2 separate regions of the Hordeum vulgare genome follow, and region 2 is linked to region 1. Evidence: chromatin contacts called from public Hi-C data. All regions are on one chromosome and are shown on one strand. The core of a region is the stretch at or near the end of the contact, and the rest is flanking DNA. Distances in the headings are between cores, read along the strand shown.

Region 1 (6,140 bases), core at 588-3,087:
CTTTAGTCTCCTAGTTTCCATTTGCCCCTCCATTCATTCTCATCAAGATCATGCCCTGGGAGTTCTTGGTCACTGCTCACGCTTCTAGTTTCATCAGCCCTCTTACTACTGCGCATGATACTTGCCATTTCCTGTATCGTGCAGGAAGTGCTCCGCCTCATCCTATCAATGAGGACCTCAAGTTGGTCCCTCAGGCCATGCCTTGTCAGCCTATCCCTCAAGACCTCACAAGTAGCCTGGTAGGGTGGGATACCTTCATCCACCATCATCACAAAATAGCTGCAGGCTTCCTCTAATCTTCCCTTCTTGCAAGATAACCCATGGATCATGACAGCATAAGTTGCTGCGCCTGGGTGAAAGCCACGCATTTCCATCCCATCCCAAACCTCGACAGCTTTATCAATCCTTCCTACACCAATCAACATTTTTAGCAACATGTTGTAAGAATGACGGTCTGGCACACACAAGCCTTTATCCATTCTTGCAATAAGCCTCAAAGCCTTGTTCACCTCATTCTTCTTACAATGTGCATTAAGCAGTGTGTTGTAGGTCCAAACATCAGGCTTTTCCCCTCGCGTGATGACCTCACCAAGGATATTATAAGCCTCCTCAATCTCTCCCAGTTCACACAATAACCGAATTATAGCATTATATGTGAATACATTTGGTGTGAGATCATGCATGAGCATCCTATCTAGCACACGAAGAGCGTCCCGAGCATCCTTGGATGCACAGGCAGCACGAAGGAATGGACCATAAGTGGCAGCATCTGGAAGAAGTCCTCGGCTCTGTTGCATATCTTTCAGATGTTCCTGTGCACGTGCAATATCACCTCCGCGGCATAAGGCATCAATCAACGCATTGTAGGCAGGCACATCAGGCTCAACACCTCTCTCAACCATTTCATCAAATAACTTTTGCGCATTTTCTGGCTTTTCCACAACAGCCCACCCAGAGATCAGAATGGTGTAGGTCTTGGCTGAGACATCGAAATGAGTCCCCGGCTCTCTGAAGAAGAGCTCAGCATGATTTACAAGGCCATTATGGCACAAGGCGAATAGCAGCGAGTGGAAATCGGCCAGCGTTGGGTGGAAGCCGAACCCCGCCATGGAAGAGAACGCCCGGATCGCGTCATCCGGGAGAAGCGCCCGTGAGTACGCACGGAACAGCCGCGGGAAGAGGCCCCGCGAGAGCGCGGCCGGTGGGAGGTCAGACAGCAGCGAGCGCAGCAATGGGAAGAGCCGTGCACCAGCGAGCGAATTGGCCAGGATGAGGAGCGAATCCGGCAGGTGAAAGAACCCGGGCAGCCCCGCGGCAAAGAGGAAGAACCGGAGCGATGGCGCGGGAAGGTGGCGGCACCGGCGCAGCACCGCGGCCGCCGCGTCGGGGGTGATGCGCGGCGCGAAGCCGCGGAGCGCGGCGGGGAGGTCGTGGCGCGGGCCACGGAAGTCGCTGAGCACGCGGCTGAGCGTGCTCACGAGCCCTGGGTCGACGTCTGGGCCCGGATCTGGGGGCGGATCGCAGGGCGAGGCGGTGGAGAAGCGGGGGAGGGGGAGGGGGCGCCGGCTGCGGGGCGCGAGGCGGCGTGCCGCGGCGACCGATCTCGCGGCGGCTTGCATCGGTGAGGCTGTGGTGACAGCGGATTCGGGAGTAACGTAAGGATGCACGCGTGCTAGAAAGCAGTAGATGGATGTGAGAGCAGGGGGTGAAGGCGCTTACCGGGGAGGTTAGGGTCGCCGGGGGAAGGGGCGGAGGAAGAGGAGGTCGCCGCCGGCCTGTGGATTCGGAGGAGGTCGCGGTCGAAACGAAGGGAGGGGAGGGCCTGAATGGGGGTATTGAGACGGCCAGTCAGGAAACTTGGGCTAGAAAGACAATACGGAAGGGCTCCAATAAAAATATGTGGCCCTCCACCGGCGTCTAGTGGGCCGCTCCAGATTCTTTTTCTTCTTTTCCTTTCACTTTTTTCTACTTTATTTATATGAGGCCTTTTTAGTTCATAGCTAGAAAAATCATAAAAAATGCGATGACATGTACCTCAAATCCTATACCCCTCAAAAGAAAATGTATTTCAAATCCTATGAACAGAAACAGAAAGAGAGAAGTCCTTTAGTTCACAGCATAGGAATTTTTTTCATTGAGTCAAACTAATGGTTTTTTTCTATGAAATGTGAAGGATAGGAAGAATTTCTTCATAGGAATAGGATCTTATTCCTACAAACCAGAGGACTCTACAAGATTTTATCATATAAATTTTTCTATCCTATTGATTTTTACACATTTCCTCCAAAGCAAAGGAGGCATAAGTCTTTTTAGGAAGAGAGGGAGAGAGCATATGGGGACATGGGGTTTAAGGATTTTGTACTCTTCAATAAAGCTATGTTAGAGAAGCAAGGATGACACTTCATTTTATAAGCTGGAGTTGTTATGTGCTAGAGTTTTGAAAGGGAAATATTATCATGACGGGAATTTTATGTCTATTGGTTGTAAAAGGAATGCCTCTCATACTTGGACGGCATTAGGTCGGGACGAGAAGCTTTAAACTTGGGGTTGATCAGGAGAATTAGAGATAGTGCAAGTATAGGAGTTTGGGAGGATCATTGGGTTCCCTCAGATCCTGGACGGAAGACAATTTTGAGACTCCCAAATGTCGGGGTTACACTCGAAAAGAGTTACTCGACATGTACGGTGTGGAATGGGATGAATTGATTATGCATGAAATGTTGTACCGATGGAAATGTAAGCTATATGACAGACTGATGTGTCCAATTCCCTATCGCTTTCATCTTGAGTTTTGTGTTGTAATTGAGGGTTTTGTCAAAAAATTATCGCGCCCGTGCACATCCTTTCGTCAATCTTCACCAGGATCTCAACCGCAAGGAGTTTTGAAGCATAAGGAGGAAATCCCAATAATATGGTGTAAAAATCATGTCATCTAACCTGATATTTACCTACCATATGAAGACATGATCAAACAGGAACAAACCCATCCGCATAAGGGATCTAGGGAGAAGAGAGTGTCTAGTACGCGTGTGAGTGCTCGTACCAGCTATCGTCACCTCCCCCTGGTCGACTTTATTACCCTCCTCCCGTGTCTTTGGATCGGGAGGACGACATACATAAAGGCTAATAACTCGACCAGATCGAAGAAACCTAGCCTCATGAAGGGATCCAGAGGGGAATCAGCAAGAAGAGCTCCACCCCACCATCGCCTCATTAAAGAAGACTCTGACATCAATCATGCCATCCCCGTCCCCATACTCATCTCCAGCCCTTTTGTAATACCGAACCCTAGTGGACTCTTGCGATTATTACTTTGTTCTATTGTTCATGATTATCTATATAACGCTATTTGTTTCTATGTGTGAATAATTCCCAATTCACTAGTTCTCGAGGATATGGAGGATCCCTAGTATATTTAGGTGATGAATGTCTATATGGTATGAAATCCTTGTTTGCTTGTCTCGGTTAATAACCTTCATGGAGGTTGTGCAAGGGGCCTCACTCAGCATTTTCACCTTGAATGTCCATGAAGAGTATTATTGACATTGTAAAGTTAGGGACGTGGAGGTAAAGAGGTGGCAGTAATACCCTCTCATCATTTCCTTTGCAATTGATACGGGAGTAACGGAGAACCGACCATTAGTTACGTCCATGATGTGACCCTTAATTATAGCGAGCATGACATGAATGTGGGGAGAGAAGATAGTAGCTTATGTGATACGAAGACTATGCATGTAACTCTTACGTTGTACTAGGCCCCGCCCACTATAAACATCAAATATGGACTTGATTATTCGAGCCTATAACTATGCATTATCATATGTTGTATTAGATGCATACTAGTGAGGTATCGGGACTCTTTGGAAACGCTTTAGTCCAACTATTGATTTCATCATCTCATACTCTTCGTCACTCATTTACTTTCCTTGTACAATTTTACTTTTAATTGCCTTTCACCAGTATAATTGCAAACTTCCGTAGCCGTTTTGTTTCACGCATCAACTAACTTGAAAAATTGGATCTTTTGCCTCACTTTACTTCTCCATTTGATATCCCCGCCCCGAGAGGCTATCGGGTGGGGAGGGGACCACTGGTCATTGAAACAACCCTGGGTAAAATCATCCACCCCCTTGTAAACTGGGGGCAAATCATCAAATCCACCCGACTAACTTGCACACACATTTTATAATTCTCTACAGGAGATAAAGTCTATTTCTTGTGTTCCTTCAATAGTAGAGAAATGGTTAGCCATAACTTATGTTGATGGCGCGCCAATTTGAAGCAACGTTAGCACTACATTTGTCAAATAGCGATGGCGTTGGACAAATTGGTACGCTAACTTTGTACAGGTAGTGCTGGCGAGGATTTAAAGTGGAATGGTACCAAAATGTTGGCCCAACTGAGTTGACTAGTCGAAATATATTGGTAGTGTCGGATATCCTACCACGTCAGAGCTATATTCTGTAGGGCTAACGTTCACTGTTCGTGAACGTCGGCACTAAGTTTTGGCTATATAAGCTAGCTAGTCTTGGTAGCCCCTTTGTTTCTCAAAATACATTCACTTCCAATTCTTCTCTCTAACTAGTTAGCTCCTCTTAGTTACGGACCCATGTCGGCGGAGCATGTCGAAAGTTTGGCACTCCGCTGCCCTGGCTGAGCTCCCGTCTGGCCTTGTTGGCTATGCCATGAGCTCGCCATGGACAATGCACCGGCCCTGTCCGGCAAATCATCTCGCTGCAGCGGCGCGACTTCCGTTCAATCTAGCAGCTACGCCACCAGCGTCGAAGATACCGGACATGTGTTTCTTTATGGTTGTCAACGCCCTATTGATAAGCATATGTCGCACACATAATGGAATCAAGAGCGAGAGTTATACATCTACACCAATCGTGGAAAGGCATGTATATGAAAAAATATATGTCTTGATCTATTTTCAGCTAATTTGTACAATTCAACTCCTCTAGTGTCAAGAACGATTACTCCATTGGACCACTTAGACGATGGATAGATGAGATGCAACTCAAGAACGATATGATGCGAGGCCAAATCAAAAAATTCAAGATGCTTTAATATGCACTTTTAGTCGTGTGCATGCTTGGCTTATTTCTCCCAACCACATCGATAGCACCATTTCTTTTCGTGACCGTCATCACACTCATTATATTCTTCGTCTAGATCTAGTAGTAGTAAATTGTATTTGTTATTTTTTATTATCCTTCTGTAATGTATGTAAGCAAGCCAAATTAATCAGTGAAATCCATGTTGTTCTCATATATATGTATTATCTTTTAAACCGTTATTTCAATTTTGGTTATCAGGTTAACATTGTTGCTCCTGCTTTAAATGTGATCCCTGATGATGTTCCTTCCTATCTATTTAACAAACAGTGTGAAGTTCAAATGCACGATGATAACCAGCTTACTTTGCAATGTACTACTATTAAATCTCACTTGTTAGTTGTTGGAGCTAAAATATATTCCAATGCAGCTTTCAGGTTAAAGAAAATTCCTAGTCTCCGACAAGGTGAAGTGGCCACTTGTGTAGGTATTTACATCTCCATTCGTTCAGCACAAGGAGAAATCAATATTCAAATTCAAGCCTCGGCACCTTCTACTTCTTCTCCTTTACAAACTAAAGTTGTTGCTCTTTCTTGTGCTACTTATATTGTGTAGGATCGAAAGTATGTCTAGAGGGGGTGATTAGACTACTTGACAAGATAAAAACTTAGTATTTTCCCAATTTTTAGTGTGAGCCAGTTTTAGAAACTATGACTAGTCAAGTACACCCTAAACATGCATATCTAAGAGCATTGAAACAGAAAGTAAAACATGCAAGTGTAAATAGAGGGTGATGTAGGGAGATCAAACACAAAGGTTGACACAACGATTTTTGGCATGGTTCTGATAGGTGGCGCTATCGCCCGTCCATGTTAGCGGAGACTTCAACCCACGGAGGGTAATGGCTGCGAGAGTCCACGGAAGGCTCCAACCACAAGGGGTCCACGAAGAAGCGGCCTTGTTTATTCCACCACGTCTTCCGTCCACACAAGACTAGACTCACTCATGGTAGATCTTCACGAAGTAGGCGATCTCCTTGCCCTTACAAACATCTTGGTTCAACTCCACAACACGAAGTAGAAG
Region 2 (6,039 bases), core at 1,811-4,310, 520 kb after region 1:
ACTCTCTTCGATCCATATTAATTGCTGTTGATCTATTACAAAGTTGTACGTACTTAGGAGTACTAGATTATCGACAATTAATGTGAATCGGAGGGAGTACTAAAATTCTGTACAAATATCGCCATCCTCTTCCTCTTCCTCATGTAAAATCCCCAAGACTGAACCAAAGCAAAGATGCTCGGCCGTTCTCAAAACCTGCTCATATCTTCATGTTGGCGTACATGATGAGCTGGAGCTCCTTGACGCAGTCCTGCATGGCCGGCCGTCCGGCGCTCTCGAAGCAGACGCAGCGCGCGGCGAGGCCCGCGAACATGGACACCGACTCCAACGTGTACGACCCCTTGCCCATGTCCCGGTCCACCACCTTGCGCAGCTTCTTCCGGTCGCCCACCATCTGGTGTATCTGCAGAGCACGAGCCGGGCAGTTAGAATCAGCCGAGAGGGCCAGCAGCGCCGGGACGCCGGCGGGGAGTCCCGGACGATGCAGGTGCGGCAGCCGGCAGAGAGAGAGAGAGAGAAGATACCTTGACGATGAGATTCTGGTCCTGAGGCCCCTGGCTGAGATCGATGGCGCGGCGGCCGGTGAGCAGCTCCAGGAGGACGACGCCGAACGCGTACACGTCGCTCTGCAGCGTCAGCTTCCCCGTCTGCACGCGAGATGGAGTCCTCGTTAGTGCAACCAGTACCAGGAACCCGATCAGGACGGCGGATTCCGCAAAAATGGCGCAAGGGTCATGGCCATTACCAGCGCGTACTCCGGGTCGAAGTAGCCGAAGGTGCCGAGCACCCTGGTGGTGGCGTACAGGTCCAGGTCCTGCGGCATCAGCTTGGCCAGCCCGAAGTCCGAGATCTTGGCCTCGAAGTGGTCGGAGAGGAGGATGTTGCTGGACTTGAAGTCCCGGTGGACGACGGGGACGCCGACGGCGGTGGTGGAGTGCAGGTACGCGAGCCCCCTGGCGGCGCCCAGCGCGATCCGCAGCCGCTGCCCCCACCCCATCCTCACCTCGCCATGGATGCCGTTGAGGACGTCCTGCAGGTTGCCCTTGGGCATGAACTCGTACACCACGAACCGGTGCTTCCCGTCGGCGCAGTAGCCGATTAGCGTCACCAGGTTTGGGTGGTCCAGCCTGCTCAGGATGTCGATCTCCACCCGGAACTCCCGCTCGCCATCGGCCTGCTTCGCCGTCGGCAGGTCCATCTTCTTGATGGCCACAATCTTCATCGATTCACAACAACAAGAACACGTCGGTCATTTTCATGGTCCAAAGCAAAGCTCTCAAGAAACAATGTTGAAACTGTTGTACTGAAGTAGCTGGTGACAGATTTATCATTCAGTACTACTAATGATTTATCATTGGAATTAATTGGTGTTTGATCTTATTAATTTGACTGGTAGTTGGCAGATGCTTTTCTTGACAAGGATGCCATGAGCAAATGTCACACCACTCTGATCCTGGCTGTCTGCCGGACGTGATTATCACGTTCAGGTCAGGGGTGTGCGTCCTACAAACACTTAGATCAATAGGACAAATGCACACAACCAAAGAGGAAGTTCTCTTCCAAACAGAATCATTGGTGCTAACACTAATATAATCTGAAAAACGCACATAAAAAGCTAAATGACAAAAACGCCACATTCTTCTGAAATCAAGGGACGTATCTGCTTTCAGAGTGTTCAGACTCTGCCCATACTCGGTAATTTGAAAATTGTACCAAGAGACAAAACAAACAACAACATCTTCTGAAATTGAACGTACCTGCCCGTCTTTGAGAACGCCCCTGTAAACCCGGCCGAAGCCGCCCTTGCCGATGAGGTTCTTGTCACTGAACATGCCGGTGGCCTCCTCCATCTCCTTGAGGGTGAACACCATGGAGCAGCTGCGCTTCTTCGGCGCGGGCAGCGGCAGCGGCTCCTTCACCTGCCACAGCTCGGCCGTCTTGTACACCCCTGCAGAAGCAAAAAATCAGATGACCAAATTCCTCATGCCAAGCCTTAAATGTTACACTGAAGAAACAGATGATCATATACAGTGACAAATGACTATGCCGATAACAAAGTGAGAAGGAAACAAAGGGCTGCACTCACAAGGATTCAACTGGTCAAGCGATTTGCTTCTCCTCCTCTTGTTCCATGTGGAGACTATGTTGTTGAACATCTTCTTGCCTCTTGAGAGTTGAGATTACTGCCCGAAGCTTTCTGCGGTCTGCGCCTTCGTCGTTGTCGTCGCAACTTTTTTCCTTCTAACCAAAAGTATCCAATTCCAATATACCTTTCCTTGATCAATGGACTCAAATATATTCCTTGCTCCAGTCAGCCCAAGATACAGAGTCTCCCCTGCATCTCCTTTATAACAAAAGGCGCATGTGCTGGAAGAATGGCTGCCACTGCAAGTATCAGAAATTCAGAACCAGGCAGACAAATCAATCCCAGCGCCACCTAAAAGCAAAGCACATGATGAACAGGACAAGCATAACAACGGAGACGAGGCTGAACCTGAACCGGTCGAGAGACGACGCGAGGCTTCGTGGGACGGCACGGAGGAGATGGACGGGACAGAAGGATGAGAGGACGAGATCAAGGAGTGCGTGCAGTGCAGTACAGGCGTGTGGGATGGGATTCCGAGATAAAAACCTTGGAGATGGGCTGATCTCTTTGGAGTTACGTAGCTAGGAGACGAGACGCGCCACCTAAAGGCTCCTACTAGCGTTGGCAAAGAAGTAAAGGAATAGGCAGCAAGCAAGCATGCTTGGAGTAGCAAAGCGTGTGGAGGAGGAGGGTGCTTATGTGCCAAGAAATGCCCGAATCCAAATGGACGATGGGCCAGTGATCACTGGCCGATCAGCGGTGCGAGATTGCGATCAACTTTGCCGGCGAAGGGCGCGGCGAAGGCGGAAGCCGGGGAGCGGGAATGCGGGATTCGGGTGTCAGTTGTTTCTTGCAGCGGGGGGTGGATTGGAACTTGGAAGGAGGGTTCATTGGTTCATGGTTGGTGCATTGCAAAGAGGAAATGGTTGAGCGGAAAGAGAGCTTGGAGGGATGGTGAGTGATTGGGACATTGCGGGGGGGGGGGGGGGGGGGGGGGGGGGGGAAGAAACGCAAGGGCCTGATGGCGACCAGGGACTGAGGAGAGGGGAGGAGCGGTGGTAGAGGTGGCGGTGGTTGCGATGTAGCCGTTGCCAAAGAAGCTTTCTCTCCTCTGAACTCGTAGAAATCTTCACATGAATATAGTACTCGGTCATATCTCATATGCCACACCTTTTGAATCACAAATGCATATATAATAGTATTATTAATCATGAGCTCATATAGCTCATATAAGACCATGGAAGCATTGCAACCCAACTGGTTGATGGTTGTTATGTACTTTTGGCGTCAGTTAAAGGGGAGATTAATCTGATCCCAATCCTTGGCATGATTTTGACACGGTGAAACGACGGTTGGAGAGGGAGGAGTAAGTGTGCTGCTTAAGCATTTTATTTTCCATGCGCGATTTCGGTGATGGCAACGTGTTGTGGGGCGTTATAGGTGAGGTTTGGTGGTTGCCGAGGCTTCAGCGACAAATCACCAAACTTGCCACTTCTCGGAGAACTGTCAACAGGAAAACCAGAGGATTAGGCTAGTCAAGGCGAGCCCAAGTGTGGTTTGGTTGTGATCTTTGCATGGAAGTACATAGGGCCGGAACAACCTAGTGGCTCTGACGTGCTGATCGGTCATGTTAATAACGTTAGGTTTGGATGGATCTACCCATCTAGCGAGATGAGTTCCAGCAACCATATGTTTTAGCCGCTTGTCTCAAATCCGGCCTAGCATCATGTGCAAAGTTAGGTACTACCTACATCACATAATATAAGAGCGTTTTTTATATTAAATAAAGGCTATAATTACTGTCGAGAAAAACTATATATCAGTTTAAATTTTTTGTGGGGCTAAGTATCAGTTTACTTAAAAATATATAGAAAGCCTAGTCCGTAATTTTTAGAAAAGGAGGCTGAACACTGGCCTCTGCATTAAAATATCAATGCAACTTTTTTTATTAAATAATTCAACAAAGCCTTACAAAATAGAACAGCGATTCACCTGAAGCCATCTTACAAGTGTCGTCATACCTACAAGTTTGACAATGAAGGTAACCATGATCATGGTCGCTTGCCCTGGCTTTACATGTAGATACATCATTCAAACCGGAACACCGATTGAGTAGACTCTTAGCATGCGTGCGTGCACGCATACGCACGTTCTAAAAGTCGTCACCATCATCTTGCACGAAGCCATCCTCACAACATGAAACAACGCATAGACCATGGCCGGCCTATCGTTGACGTCACCACGATGCGAGATAACACCATCGCCCTGCACTCATCCATCAACATGAGTCTATCGTCGAGACCCCGCTGCGCCACGCCGTAGGGACTCGTCGTCTTTGACTCGAAAGAGACCACACCACTCCACCTCAGTACCCCCTCCGTTCATCACCTGTCCCAAGAAACAATGCCCACGGGAGTAAGAACGATGCCGCACTCTGTCATCGCCCGATCTGAAGTACTCGGATCTAGGGTTTCCTAGAGCAGCCCGGGCGAGAAATCGAGAATTGCATTAACGATGTCTTCCTCAAGATAACGACGCAAAGTCGGCCCGATTTTCACCAGCAGCCACACTTCCCCGAACCCATAGCCGTCTTGATCACCACCAACCACAAGGTCGGTGTCGCAGCCATCATCAGGAGCCGCCGCCCCGACTTGTGATCCGCACACCCCATAGGGATGCGGTTCTTTCCCATCTAGCATTGTCAACGCCAAAGAAAGTTTTGGCCGACATGCGCCTCATTTGATGAATTGGATGTTGCAGAACGTCGCATGGGAAACAAAAAAAATCCTACGCTCATCAAGATCAACATCTACGAGAGGGGGAGTGAATCTACATACACTTGTAGATCGCTAAGCGGAAGCGTACATAACACGGTTGATGTAGTCGTATGTCTTCACGATCCAATCGTGATCCGTCCCGATCTAGCGCCAAACGGACAGCACCTCCGCGTTCAGCACACGTGCGGATCAATGACATCTCCTCCTTCTTGATCCAGCAAGAGAGGAAGGAGAAGTAGATGGGATCTCAACCAGCGCGATGGCGTGGTGGAGCAATTCCAGCAGAGCTTCGCCAAGCATCTTCGGGACTGCGAATGAGGAAGAACGGGAGAAACGGGAGGGAGAGGGCTGCCTCAAGGGAGAGGACTTGATGTTTTCAGCCCTCCCCTCCCCTCCACTATTTACAAGAGGCAAGGGGTAGAGGGCGCATCCCTAACTCCTCCTCCAAGGGAGGGGGCGGCAGCCAAGAGGGAGGAGTCCTCCCTCCCCAAGGCACCTCCTAGGTGCCTTTCCCTTTAGGGTTTCCTATCCCTAGTGTGACAGCTCGATGCAGACGCCCCAGAAGATTCCCCTTTTCTTTCCGTTTTCGTCGTGTGGGTATTTTAATTTGTCGCATCATCATCGCATCATGCGCATCGTCAAGATTGCATCGGCATCTCCGTGTCGCCAGATTTGAAAACTTGCATCCGTTGTTAGTTGCTGGTTTTCGCCGTTGACCGTTCTGAGCCCGACCGCACTCGCGCGCGCCCGCGGCATCGTTCGAAACCCTGTTTTAAAAGTGAGCGCAAAACTTTCTCTGATCGAGCTGAAACTTGGCACGCGGTCGTGATTAGATATAGCTAGGCCGCCTGTCGAATTTCGTCGCGATCGGAGACCGTCTGGTACCCGAACGGTCGACCGTAGCGACACCGTATTTCGGTCTATCGTCGGACGTGTGTCGGTGTTTTAAAATTCGTTGCCGCGCCGCCTGTTTCCCCTCTCGTCTCCAGATATCAACACAACACGGCCACTTAGCACGTCCCATGTTCGGAATTGTTCAATTCCGACCGCGCGGTTGAAACCGGGGCGAAAAACTGCTAAACCTAGCCCCCTTTGCCTATTTAAGCACCCCTAACCTGCCCCTAACGGAAACCCTATCCCCTGCCTCGAAAACCGTAAACCACCTAACCCTAGCCT

Evidence for each region. A called contact is a pair of places that touch in the nucleus more often than the background predicts.
Region 2: a contact with region 1 is called in a Hi-C map of leaf, with 3 times the contacts expected there. The contact joins the promoter of LOC123398396 here to the promoter of LOC123395556 in region 1. A contact is called at or near these places in 2 of 6 Hi-C or Micro-C datasets (leaf and seedling) and 1 of 1 datasets of contacts at active chromatin or transcription factors (embryo).

The regions. Positions count from the first base shown.
Region 1 is chr5H:412,122,666-412,128,805 of MorexV3_pseudomolecules_assembly, forward strand. LOC123395556 (heat shock factor-binding protein-like) reads right to left here and starts at 1,838. Exons shown (of 5, transcript XM_045090569.1): 1 at 1,720-1,838.
Region 2 is chr5H:412,639,843-412,645,881 of MorexV3_pseudomolecules_assembly, forward strand. It overlaps LOC123398396 (probable serine/threonine-protein kinase PBL28), which reads right to left and starts at 3,061. Exons shown (of 6, transcript XM_045092872.1): 1 at 2,495-3,061; 2 at 2,087-2,385; 3 at 1,758-1,948; 4 at 746-1,216; 5 at 525-647; 6 at 1-403. The coding sequence starts at 2,156. The coding sequence ends at 200.